Linked DNA regions of Oryzias latipes: region 1 is linked to region 2. The links are chromatin contacts, called in public Hi-C maps. All regions are on one chromosome and are shown on one strand. The core of a region is the stretch at or near the end of the contact, and the rest is flanking DNA. Distances in the headings are between cores, read along the strand shown.

Region 1 (5,550 bases), core at 101-2,600, 170 kb before region 2:
CGGGAGGCCTCAGCCAGCCAAGGACTCTCTTCTCCACAGTACTGGAGAAGAGAGTCCGTCGAACCTCAGATCCAGGAACAACAGTTCGGTTTCCGGCCTGGCGTGGGAACAGTATAACAGCTCTACACCCTCTTTAGGGTGCTGGAGGGAATGCAGGAGTTCGCTCATCCAGTCCATATGTGTTTTGTGGATTTGGAGAAGGCGTTCGACCGCGTCCCCCATATTCTGTGGAGGGTGCTATGGGAGTATGGGGTCCGGGGAGCCTTACTGAGGGCGGTCCGGTCTCTGCATGACCGGAGCAAGAGCTTGCTTCGCATAGTCAGTAAGTCAAACCTGTTCCCGGTGCATGTTGGACTCCGGCAGGGATGCCCTTTATCACCAGTTCTGTTCATAGTTTTTATGGACAGAGAGGGTCTGGTTTGGGGACCACAGGATTTCATCTCTGCTCTTTGCAGATGACTTTGTCCTGTTGGCTTCATCAAGTTGGGACCTCCAGTGTGCATTAGTGCGGTTTGTGGCCGAGTGTGAAGCGGCTGGGATGAGAGTCAGCACCGCTAACTCTGAGGCCATGGTTCTCGACCGGAAAAGGGTAGTTTGCCATCTCTTGGTGGGTGGAGTGTCCCTGCCCCAGATGGAGGAGTTTAATATCTTGGAGTCTTGTCCATCAGAGGGGGAAGACAGGAGCATGAGATTGACAGGCGGATCGGAGCAGCGTCCGTAGTTGTGCGATTGCTGTACCGGTCTGTTGTGGTGAGGAGAGAGCTGAGCCAATAAGCAAAGCTCTCAATTTACCGGTTGATCTTCCTCTGTAGCAGATGGTCCAACATGTAACAAAAGAGTGATACAGAATTTTATTGTTTTAGAACAAAATTTAACATTTTTGGGTGAATATCACTCCTTTTTTCTGATTTTCCAAATTGAGTTCTATTTTCACAGAAATATCGTCCTGTTGTCCTCTTCAATAGACATGTTGGGAAATTAAAATAAAAAACGTTTTTAAAAAAATTAAAATTGTAAGGTGTTTTTTTTTAGGCCCAAATAGATAGGAAATCACACAAAAACAGAAATTGTAAGACAGTTTTGTCTTCGGTTCTCAGTATAACAATATCATATTTTTAAATAATATCATGAAGTGATACAAATGTTATATTGTACAAGATGTTGGAAAAGTCAGCCAGAAGTTAAATCTACAAAATATATTTTTGAATGCCCCCCCCCCCCCCCCCCATTAAAAAGCCCCTTTAGTGCCCATCTTTTTTTCATTTTATGCTCGTATGATCGTTAAACAACATTAGTTTTCTTAATTTTGAATAGATTTGACACGCACTGCATGCTGGGATTCTGCAGGAGCGGGGAGGTTGCCAAACGCCATCTTTAAACCCCACAAGAGGCCAGCTACAGTTGCACCGGGATGAAAAACACAATCCTTTTAACGGGATATTTGGTCACATCGTGAAGATTATATGTTCGTTTCCTGGTCAAGTTCTTATTAAAGAATTGTCCGATGGGACAGTGAGACAACGGACACAGGGAACCACGAATGCCTGAAAATGTTGCTTTCATAGGCAGACAACAACAATAGACGGAAAGACAACAACAACGGCTAGCTCGCTAGCAGCCTGCTAGATTTTAGCTAACATTAGCCACTTCACTAGCAGTTGCGCTGAAATTTACCAGAACACGGATTGTAGCGGTTCCATATTTTGCGCTACCTGTGGCGGACGGCCCTTCACTTCTTGGTACTTTTAAGACCAGCTTTATGTGAAAACAACGGTGTTGCTCTTACTAGCTTGAGAGCTAAGTCCCGACTTTTTCCCTCTCCCCCGTGGCCCAGCCGGAGATGCGTGGAAGATGTCGGTGTCGGGGCTCAAGGCCGAACTGAAGTTTTTGGAGTCGATTTTTGATCCAAACCACGAACGATTCAGGATAATCGACTGGAAGCCTGACGAACTGAGCTGTCAATTTAACGTAACTGGAGAGAAGCTGTTAATTATCCATTGTAACATAACGGTGAGTAGAGACAGGTTAGGAACACAAGTCAAGTGAAGTTAGCTTCACACACAGACACCCGTTTTTGCTTTTAAACTTGTGATTTTAACTTGCTCACGTGTTTTAACATTTTTTCTGCAGCTTGACACATTGTGTGGTTTGTTTTCTAATATGAACGAATGAAAGATGATCACTCCTGTAGTAATCGCTAAACTGTCAAGTTTTGGAAGCGAAGCTTAAGCTAGCATTTGGCTAACGACACGTTCAGAATGCTAATTTCGTCGTCATTTTTTTTTTCCTGCGTATTTTTGTTTCGTTTCTTCGCTTGGCAAATCTGTGTTTAGTTTCGTGATACTCATAATGTGGGTCGTTAGCATTTATTTAACTGCATTTCTTTACGCCGTTCCTTCAGGAGTCTTATCCTTCGACGCCACCAATATGGTTCGTAGACTCTGATGACCCGAGCTTGGCACAAGTTTTGGAGCGATTGGAAGATGTCAGAAAAGGCAGCACCCTGGTAAGTTAACCATGTCTCCTTTTTTGTACTGCTCCAGTGTGAACATATGGGTAAAAATAGATGGCAGAGCTGTCAATTTCGTTGAATCATCATCAGCCAGGGATGGGGTCCTTATTGTGACAAGCTTTAAGCCCAAAAGAAAAGTCACGATGGTTGTTGGGTTAGGTTAGTGTGCTGATTATTGTACGCTTCAGGTTTTCTTGTTCTGTCGAATAACACGTTTAAGCTGTGTGACAGCTGATTAAAGTAAACCTCTATTTGCATTTTAACTTCACTGATTCACTTGACTGAACACGAACTGACAAGACTGGCTCAGAGCTGGAAGATTTTGCTCATCATTTAGACATGTTTGCAGCCTTTTTAGTTGAGCTTCATTGGTAGAAGTCAAATAAATACTTAACTGTTTAGACATGGGTGAGTTTCCATGGGTACTAGATGACTTAGTTACTTTTGTTTGGGTAGGCATGACCTTTTTCTCCACTTTTTTGTGTCATTTATCACAAGACCTATTAGTCTAGGTCTTTGGATAATTTGGATTTTGTGTGAGTAAGACATTCATGTGTAATTCTAGTCATAGAGAACACTATTTGACATGTAGAATGACTTCATTTTGAATTTCTGGCTTGAATTTTCTCAAAAATAAAAGACATTATTTGTCTGAAAAGAGGTTTTGTCTCCTCAGGCTTGTTTCCAAGAAGCATTCTGGCATCACAGACATTATGTCAGGCAAAGACCCCTTTCTTGACAAAAAGATAGCATCAGTCTGTTTTTTCTGTTGCACAGATGTTGCACTGGTGACCTAAATTCTAACCATATTTGCAAAGACACTGCATATAAGCTGATGGCAGCTAAACCCATTTGGAGCTAAGGTTGTTTAAAAAAGATCAGTAAAAGCCACAGGAATGTTTAAAATTACCTTTTAAAACTGAAGTGTTTTACTTTTCCTTTCATGTGTACTTAAACATGTTTTGTTGTATTAACAAAATTACTGACTTTTACCTTTATGCCCATAATTTAAAAAAATGAGTAAATGCATCAGAAGTTTTTGAAAATGCTTACTTTGATATTGCAAAACCTTCAATTTAGGTTTAAAATACCAAACATGTCTAGGCTGCATGATGGTTTATAGGTTACACTTGTTTCTCTGCTTATGGTTGCAGACATATCTGTACTTTTGTGGTTTGGTTGTCCACTGTTTCAAAATGTTCAGATTTGCTTCCACAGCTTTGGTTTAACTTTCTCGAATCACACTATTTCTTATGTTGGGTCACAAATAGCCTCAAGTCCTTTATGATGGTTACATAAAGATAACAACTGATGATGTTTCTTGACACTGAATCCTTGTGCGCCATCCTCTCTGTCAATGATGCATTTTTTTAAGAGTTGCATTTATGTTGTACGTCTTTTATTCTTTTGTTTTTGTCTCTTCTAGCTTTTGCAGCAGTTAAAAAAGCTCATTTGTGACCTGTGTCGCCTGTACAACCTTCCACAACATCCTGATGTGGAGATGCTTGATCAGCCCCTACCTGCAGGGCCTGTGGGACAAGACCGAAAGGCAAGTTTGTTTCTACTTCTTGCAGGGGAAAGCCCCACAACAGAGTGGCGTGACTGCAGGCTTTCTTTTTGCTGAAAGTGAATAAATAGTGTGGAACATTTTCATCTGAGCTTTCTCGAGTCCTTTTTATTATAGTTTATTTACATCAACCTTTTGTGAAAAACCAGCAGGTATAAACCCATTTAGACCTATGACTATGGATGCATTTAGAACTTTTTAATACAGGATTTTCTCTTTGAAAAGACCCAGGTTTGTATTGAATCATTGTTATTTAAGAGTTTTTTAGTTTCTTCATTGCTTATAACTGCATTACATGGAGAGTTTTCCTTTAAAAAACAGTGACAGATGTGAAGGGATTGTGTGTGACATGTGGAGTCAGTCCTTTGGCCGTTCTTTGTCTCTGCTGAAAACAGCCAGCCAGTCATCTCTCACCAACAGCCCCAACTGTTGAATCAGCTGAAAAAACACAAACTAGCTTCAATGAGATGCAGCATTACAGACTAAAACAAAAAAGGAGGTTGAATCCCATTGACCAACCTTTGCTGCACATTCACACTTCACATGTTAATGGTCCCCCCCCCCCCCCCCACGAGGCGACCATGAACTGATCAGTGTCCTGCTTTCGCAGTTACTGCCAATGAAAGGTTGCCGTCTCTGAAGATGTACAGTGTAGGCCAAAATCAGTTGTTGACTGATTTACTGAGTTTGACTCAGTCCTGTCTTTGTTTGTGTGATTAGCATGGTACTGATGAAGTCACATCTGAAGAGGAAGAGGAAGAAGATATGGGAGAGGTAAGATAACATTGCTGTTGCGGTCTATCTTTTTGATTTATTTAGTCCTTTTAAGTCAAATTATTAGGTTTTTTTTTCAATTTGTAGTTACAACCTTTAAACATTTGTGCATATGTTTTATGTGATTTATGTGATGCCGAAAACAAAACAATATTTTCATTTCTATCTTTGTTTTCCTTGTTTCAAAACAAAAGTACCCACGATGAGACACAATGTTCTCATCGCGTGTTCACAATCTTCACAATCATTGTGACTGAAATATTTTGAATTGAGTGAGCTGTTTGGTGAATTTGAATTTCTTGATGAATCTGCAGGACATCGAGGACTTGGACCACTATGAAATGAAAGAGGAGGAGCCTGCAGACGGAAAGAAATCCGACGATGACGGCATTGAGAAGGAGAACTTGGCTATTCTGGAAAAGATCCGGAAGAACCAGAGACAAGACCACCTGAATGTAAGCTCCTGTTTAGCTATTAGATTGCAGCATGAATGCAGATCATGAATCAGAAAATAACAGAAGATTGCAGCATGAATGCAGATCATGAATCAGAAAATAACAGAAGATTGCAGCATGAATGCAGATCATGAATCAGAAAATAACAGAAGATTGCAGCATGAATGCAGATCATGAATCAGAAAATAACAGAAGATTGCAGCATGAATGCAGATCATACGGCACACTGTGCCGTATGATCT
Region 2 (4,986 bases), core at 1,028-3,527:
CATTCAGAATCGGACTGCTTCTATTCATGAAGCATTTGAGTTCCTGTCCTCTGGTTCAAAGTCTAGATGCTTTTAGTGTCCAAACAAGAACAAAACAACTGATTTTACTGATTCCATTTTGATTCCAACTGAATCTTTTTACACCACGTAAATGCAGAACAGGCTGAGGTTTTGATGATTTTCAAAAAATTGTCTTCAGTGCTAAAGTTACCAGTTCAGCCAAAAACACCAAGCAAAAGATCCTGCTCACCACCAGATCCTAAAATACAAAACAAGTAAGATTGTTCAGATTCAGAAGCTTTTAGCTCTTTTATGTATAAGTTGACTTATCCTGTCTGGGGTCGCCACAGCGAATCAGCTTTCACCGTTTCAGACAGGTGCTTTGGCAGAGACATAACTGTTCATCCATATTTCTATTCAATATGTGCAACAAACGGCTTCAAATGTGCTCAAAAAAAGACAAATATGGGGAAAATATATACATGTATAATAATAAGTAAAAATAATAGTGATTTAAGACAAACAGTGGAAACCTTGGGGAGTAAAACGAAACCATTGAACGAGAAATGATCTCCAGGTGAGACATTAAATGAGAGTCCATCACTGCAAAACTCAAACAAACCTGTAAAAACATGCTGTAAAGATTTCTGGAATTCTACAAAACAGATTTTAGGTGATCTTTTTTTTTGGGATCAGTTTTTAATGGCAAGACCAAAAAAATGTTGTGGGTTCCAGCGCTCCGAGGGCTGCTGGGATTCCAGTCCTCCCTGATTCTGGCTCCGAAATCCAACTTCTGTTTGGTAGAATCTCATATAGTTTCATCATTTGAACAATTTTTTGCCCATTTTTTAAAAAAAAAAAGTAAACTGTTTTGCCATCTCTGCTTTGAAGCTCGGTTTCTCACACTTGTGTGTAAAAACTGAGCAGGAAGCGTTAGAATTGTACAGTTATGATTTTTCCATCCAATCCATAAGATTTATGGATGTTTCCAAAACATTTTCTACAATTATTAATATCATTCAGCGAATTCCAAAATATACCCAATAGTTTAAAATGACAAAAAGAGATTTTTTTTTATTTAAGTTCTTTTTAGAGCCTTGCTAATTTTAATATAGACTTTTAGTACATAAATAAATAAATAGATTAATAAATCTTTGTGGTACTTTTGTTATCAGAACATGTATTAGGAGCTTTGTAGGCTATGTAGTGAGTAGTGAAGGAATCGGGACACAGAGTGGGTCTTTGTTGGTTATGGACTCACTGCGTCTCTGTAGGCTGAATTGAGCGAATGCAGAGCGGCGTGGAACACCCGGAACTCTCTGGCTGCAGTCACTCTGTTCACCGGCTCTGCAAAAACACAAATCCGGAGCCGAGGTGTCGGTGATGGGGAGAGACTTTCAAGAGCTTCTGACCGCAGCAGCAGACACGGACCTGGACTGCTCTCCGGCTCTGGCCATGTCTTCTTCAGAATGTGTACTGTGGATCCCGGCTGGACCCCACAGGCGTCCAGTGTCAGCTCGTCCTTGAGCTTTCGCCCACAGTGGACCAGCTCTGGGAAAACAAGGAACAACAAGTTATACACACACACAACAACAACAACAACAACAACAACAACAACAACAACAACAACAACAACAACAACAGGCAGCCATTTCTGCTGCTAACAAACCTATGAGTTCAGGGTCTGGGACGGAGTCTGGCAGCTGCGCTGCTACAAGCTGCTTCAAGGTGGCGACTCTGTATCCTCCAGGTGGGACATCTCCGGGCATCATCTCGGGGAAGTGAAAGGTGGATTTGGGCTGGTCCGCCAGTTTCAGAGACAAGCGCCAGTCTGAGGACGCCATCATTGTCTGCGCAAACAAGAGCAGGGACATCTGTTTTGAATGCCCCGTTAGCTTAAAGCTAACCCGAAAATGTGTGCCTTTGCTTAAAGATGCATCTTTTTGTCAAGTGACTTTTAAAACAAGTTTACATGTTTAGAGAACATTTACAATACTAACAATTACCTAAACGGTTGTTTAAAAAATGAACAGAGGACAGCCGTGTAGTGACGTTTTTTCTTAATTAAACATTATTTTGCTTCTTGTGAACATTTCAAATAAAAGTTTCCGAACATTTTATTTATTTATGTATTTAAAAACTGAACAAGAAACAACCCTATGAATAAAAAGAAAGATGCAGACTCACCGCTCTGTTGACACTCGTTTCACTTCCGGGATTTGTAATCACGTGACTCGTGTTGCGTTCACGTCCACTCCACGAGCAAAGACCTTTTTTCTTGTCCCATCGCTTTCCTGTTCAACCTTTCCACATCTGTTGCACATTCGTAAATCCCCATGAACACTTTTCTGTCTAGTTTGCCACTTCCTCTAATTTTCTTTCACAGCTGTTTCTCAGCGGTACTTCATAAAAACGAGCCTACGAGGACATATGGGTTAGTAGTATGATCAACTAATTACGTGCCAAGTATATGTCCTTTGTGTACCTTTCCTTGAATATTTTTAAAATACTTTTTATGATGTTTTCATTGAACTGCTGCTTTATTACCAATTTAGTTTGTAATTCTGTCCTCATTGCACAAATTTTTCAAACACCATAAATGTGTCCTTCCATGTTTCCTTAATCCCATGAAGTTTCATAGATAGATAGATAGATAGATAGATAGATAGATAGATAGATAGATAGATAGATAGATAGATAGATAGATAGATAGATAGATAGATAGATAGATAGATAGATAGATAGATAGATAGAATTTATTCCAGACTCATGGTCCAATCAGTAAAAAGGAGTACACAGACCCACCACATTTAAAAAAAAAATACAGTGTCAAGAATACACAGCTGAGGTACAGTGTATAGTTACAGTTCATAAAAAAGTTAATAGAAAATACTTAATACAAACAAATTAATTAAAAAGGATAAGAATAAATACCAAGATAAAAAGATTACATATACATACTACACTGTAAAAACCTTAATTACAATGACAAGTAAAAAGACAGTCCCTCCAGTGTTTCCATAAATTTGACCGGAAACGTATTGCACTAAATCTAATGTTGCTTATAGCCAAGATGAGAGTGTTCTCTGAAGCGTTTAATCTGCAGATAAATTTGAACATAAGCGAGCGCATGCAAGCCCAGAGAGTGTTAATTCTGAGTGAAACGAAAAGCTCACTAGCACTTGTCCTCCAGTTCCATCATTGTATTTGTTTTTGAGTATAGAAGGGAGACATAGTGAGCTTGAATGAATAATGGAAGGTGTGAGTGAGAGACTGATGTTTTGCATTCATACATATTTTATGGGGAGAGCTCACAAAGCTCTCTGCTTCTTCTTCCTAATCCTTGTTGAACAAAATGGAGAGTGTGCACATTTATCGCTTTTCAACATGGTGGACCGTTGATTAAACTCTAACTCATATAGTTGTTTTGTTCAAAATAAAGTAAACACATTTACAAATCTAATGAACTTCACCCCATCATTCTGGCCCCAAAGAAAACTGGGGTACAATACATATTGAATGCAAATGCTAAAGCCTTATACTAGTCATTTTTGAGAAGACTTTACCATCTGTAAAATGATCCAAGCATTTCAGATTTACATTGGTTTAGTTAGCAGAAGACAATGGAACAGACACTGACCAATACCTAATAACCTTTTATGGGATTACATTTTGACTGTTGTCAAGGACTAAACATTTATTTATTATAATTTACTATGTTTTTTTTAAGTGGTAAATACAAGTCTCTATGCTTTTAACTTTGAGCCAGTCATCTTAATTGTGTCTGCCTTTTTACTCTATTTCATTTCATTTTTTACTTTTTTTCACAAGTTTAACATGAATAAAACTTTAAAAAGAGTTTTATTTATTTATTTATTATATCAAGATTCACACTCATGAGCCACTTGAACAGTTGGACAGGCACAACTGTCCAACTGCTAGTTAACACACATTTCTAATCAGCCAATCACATGACAGCAACTCAATGCATTTAGACATGTCGACGTGGTCTGCTGCCATTTAAACTGAGCATCAGAATGGGGAAAGAAGGTAATTTACATACACTGTGTTGTACATTTAACATGTTTTGACTTTGAATGTGGCATTGTTGTTGGTGCCAGACGGTCTGGTCAGAGTATTTCAGAAACTGCTGATCTACTGGGATTTTTCACCCACAACCATCTCTAGAGTTTCCAGAAAATGGTCCAAAAATAGAAAATATCCAGTGAGAGGCAGTTCTGTGGGTGGAAATACCTTCTTTAAGCCATAGGTCAGAGGAGAATGGCCAGACTGATGCCAGCTGATAGAAAGGTATCAGTAATTTAAATTCCCACTGGTTCTAACCGTGCTCTGCACAATAGCGTCTCTGAACGCACACCATGTCCAACCCTGAGGCAGATCTCTACAGCAGCAGAGGACCACACCGGGTGCCACTCCTGTTAGCCAAGAACAGGAAACTCAGGCTACAGTCCGCACAGGATCTGGACAATAGGAGATTGGCTACAGTTCTTTGCACATTTTGGATCCCTTAGTACCAATTAAGCATGGTTGCAATGCCATGGCCTACCTGAGTATTGTTGCTGACCATGTCCATCCTTTTATGACTAGTGTACCAATATCTGACGGCCACTCCAAGCAGAATAAAACAGCACTGTGTCGTAAAGCTGGAATCATCTCCGACTGGTTTCTTGAACATGGCAATGAGTTCACTGGACAACAACGGCCTCCATAGTCATCCAATCTCAACCCATTCGAGAACCTTTGGGATGTGGTGGAATGGGAGATTGGCATCATGTGTAGCCGAAAAATCTGCATTAACTGCGTGATGCTGTCATATCAATATGTTGTTCACCTTTCGGCATGTCCTTTCGGGGGTCGATACAGCGAATCATCTCAATTTTAGGTATGTGACTTCTTTTATTTCATCATGGCAGAGAGTATTTTTCTTTGCTTTGATGCATTCAGGGTGTTCAATCCCGTTGTCTG

Evidence for each region. Hi-C and Micro-C count contacts between places; a contact is called where the count stands out from the background.
Region 1: a Hi-C map of embryo shows a contact between it and region 2, with 2.5 times the contacts expected there. The contact joins the promoter of LOC101159178 here to the promoter of ubl7 in region 2. A contact is called at or near these places in 2 of 5 Hi-C or Micro-C datasets (both in embryo).

What each region holds. Positions count from the first base shown.
Region 1 is chr3:28,189,076-28,194,625 of ASM223467v1, reverse strand. It overlaps LOC101159178 (ubiquitin-conjugating enzyme E2 Q2), which reads left to right and starts at 1,350. Exons shown (of 14, transcript XM_023953624.1): 1 at 1,350-1,739; 2 at 1,835-2,010; 3 at 2,402-2,506; 4 at 3,939-4,061; 5 at 4,800-4,853; 6 at 5,168-5,308. The coding sequence starts at 1,852.
Region 2 is chr3:28,017,620-28,022,605 of ASM223467v1, reverse strand. It overlaps ubl7 (ubiquitin-like protein 7), which reads right to left and starts at 2,277. Exons shown (of 11, transcript XM_004067296.4): 1 at 2,188-2,277; 2 at 1,670-1,850; 3 at 1,432-1,551; 4 at 1,262-1,347. The coding sequence starts at 1,847.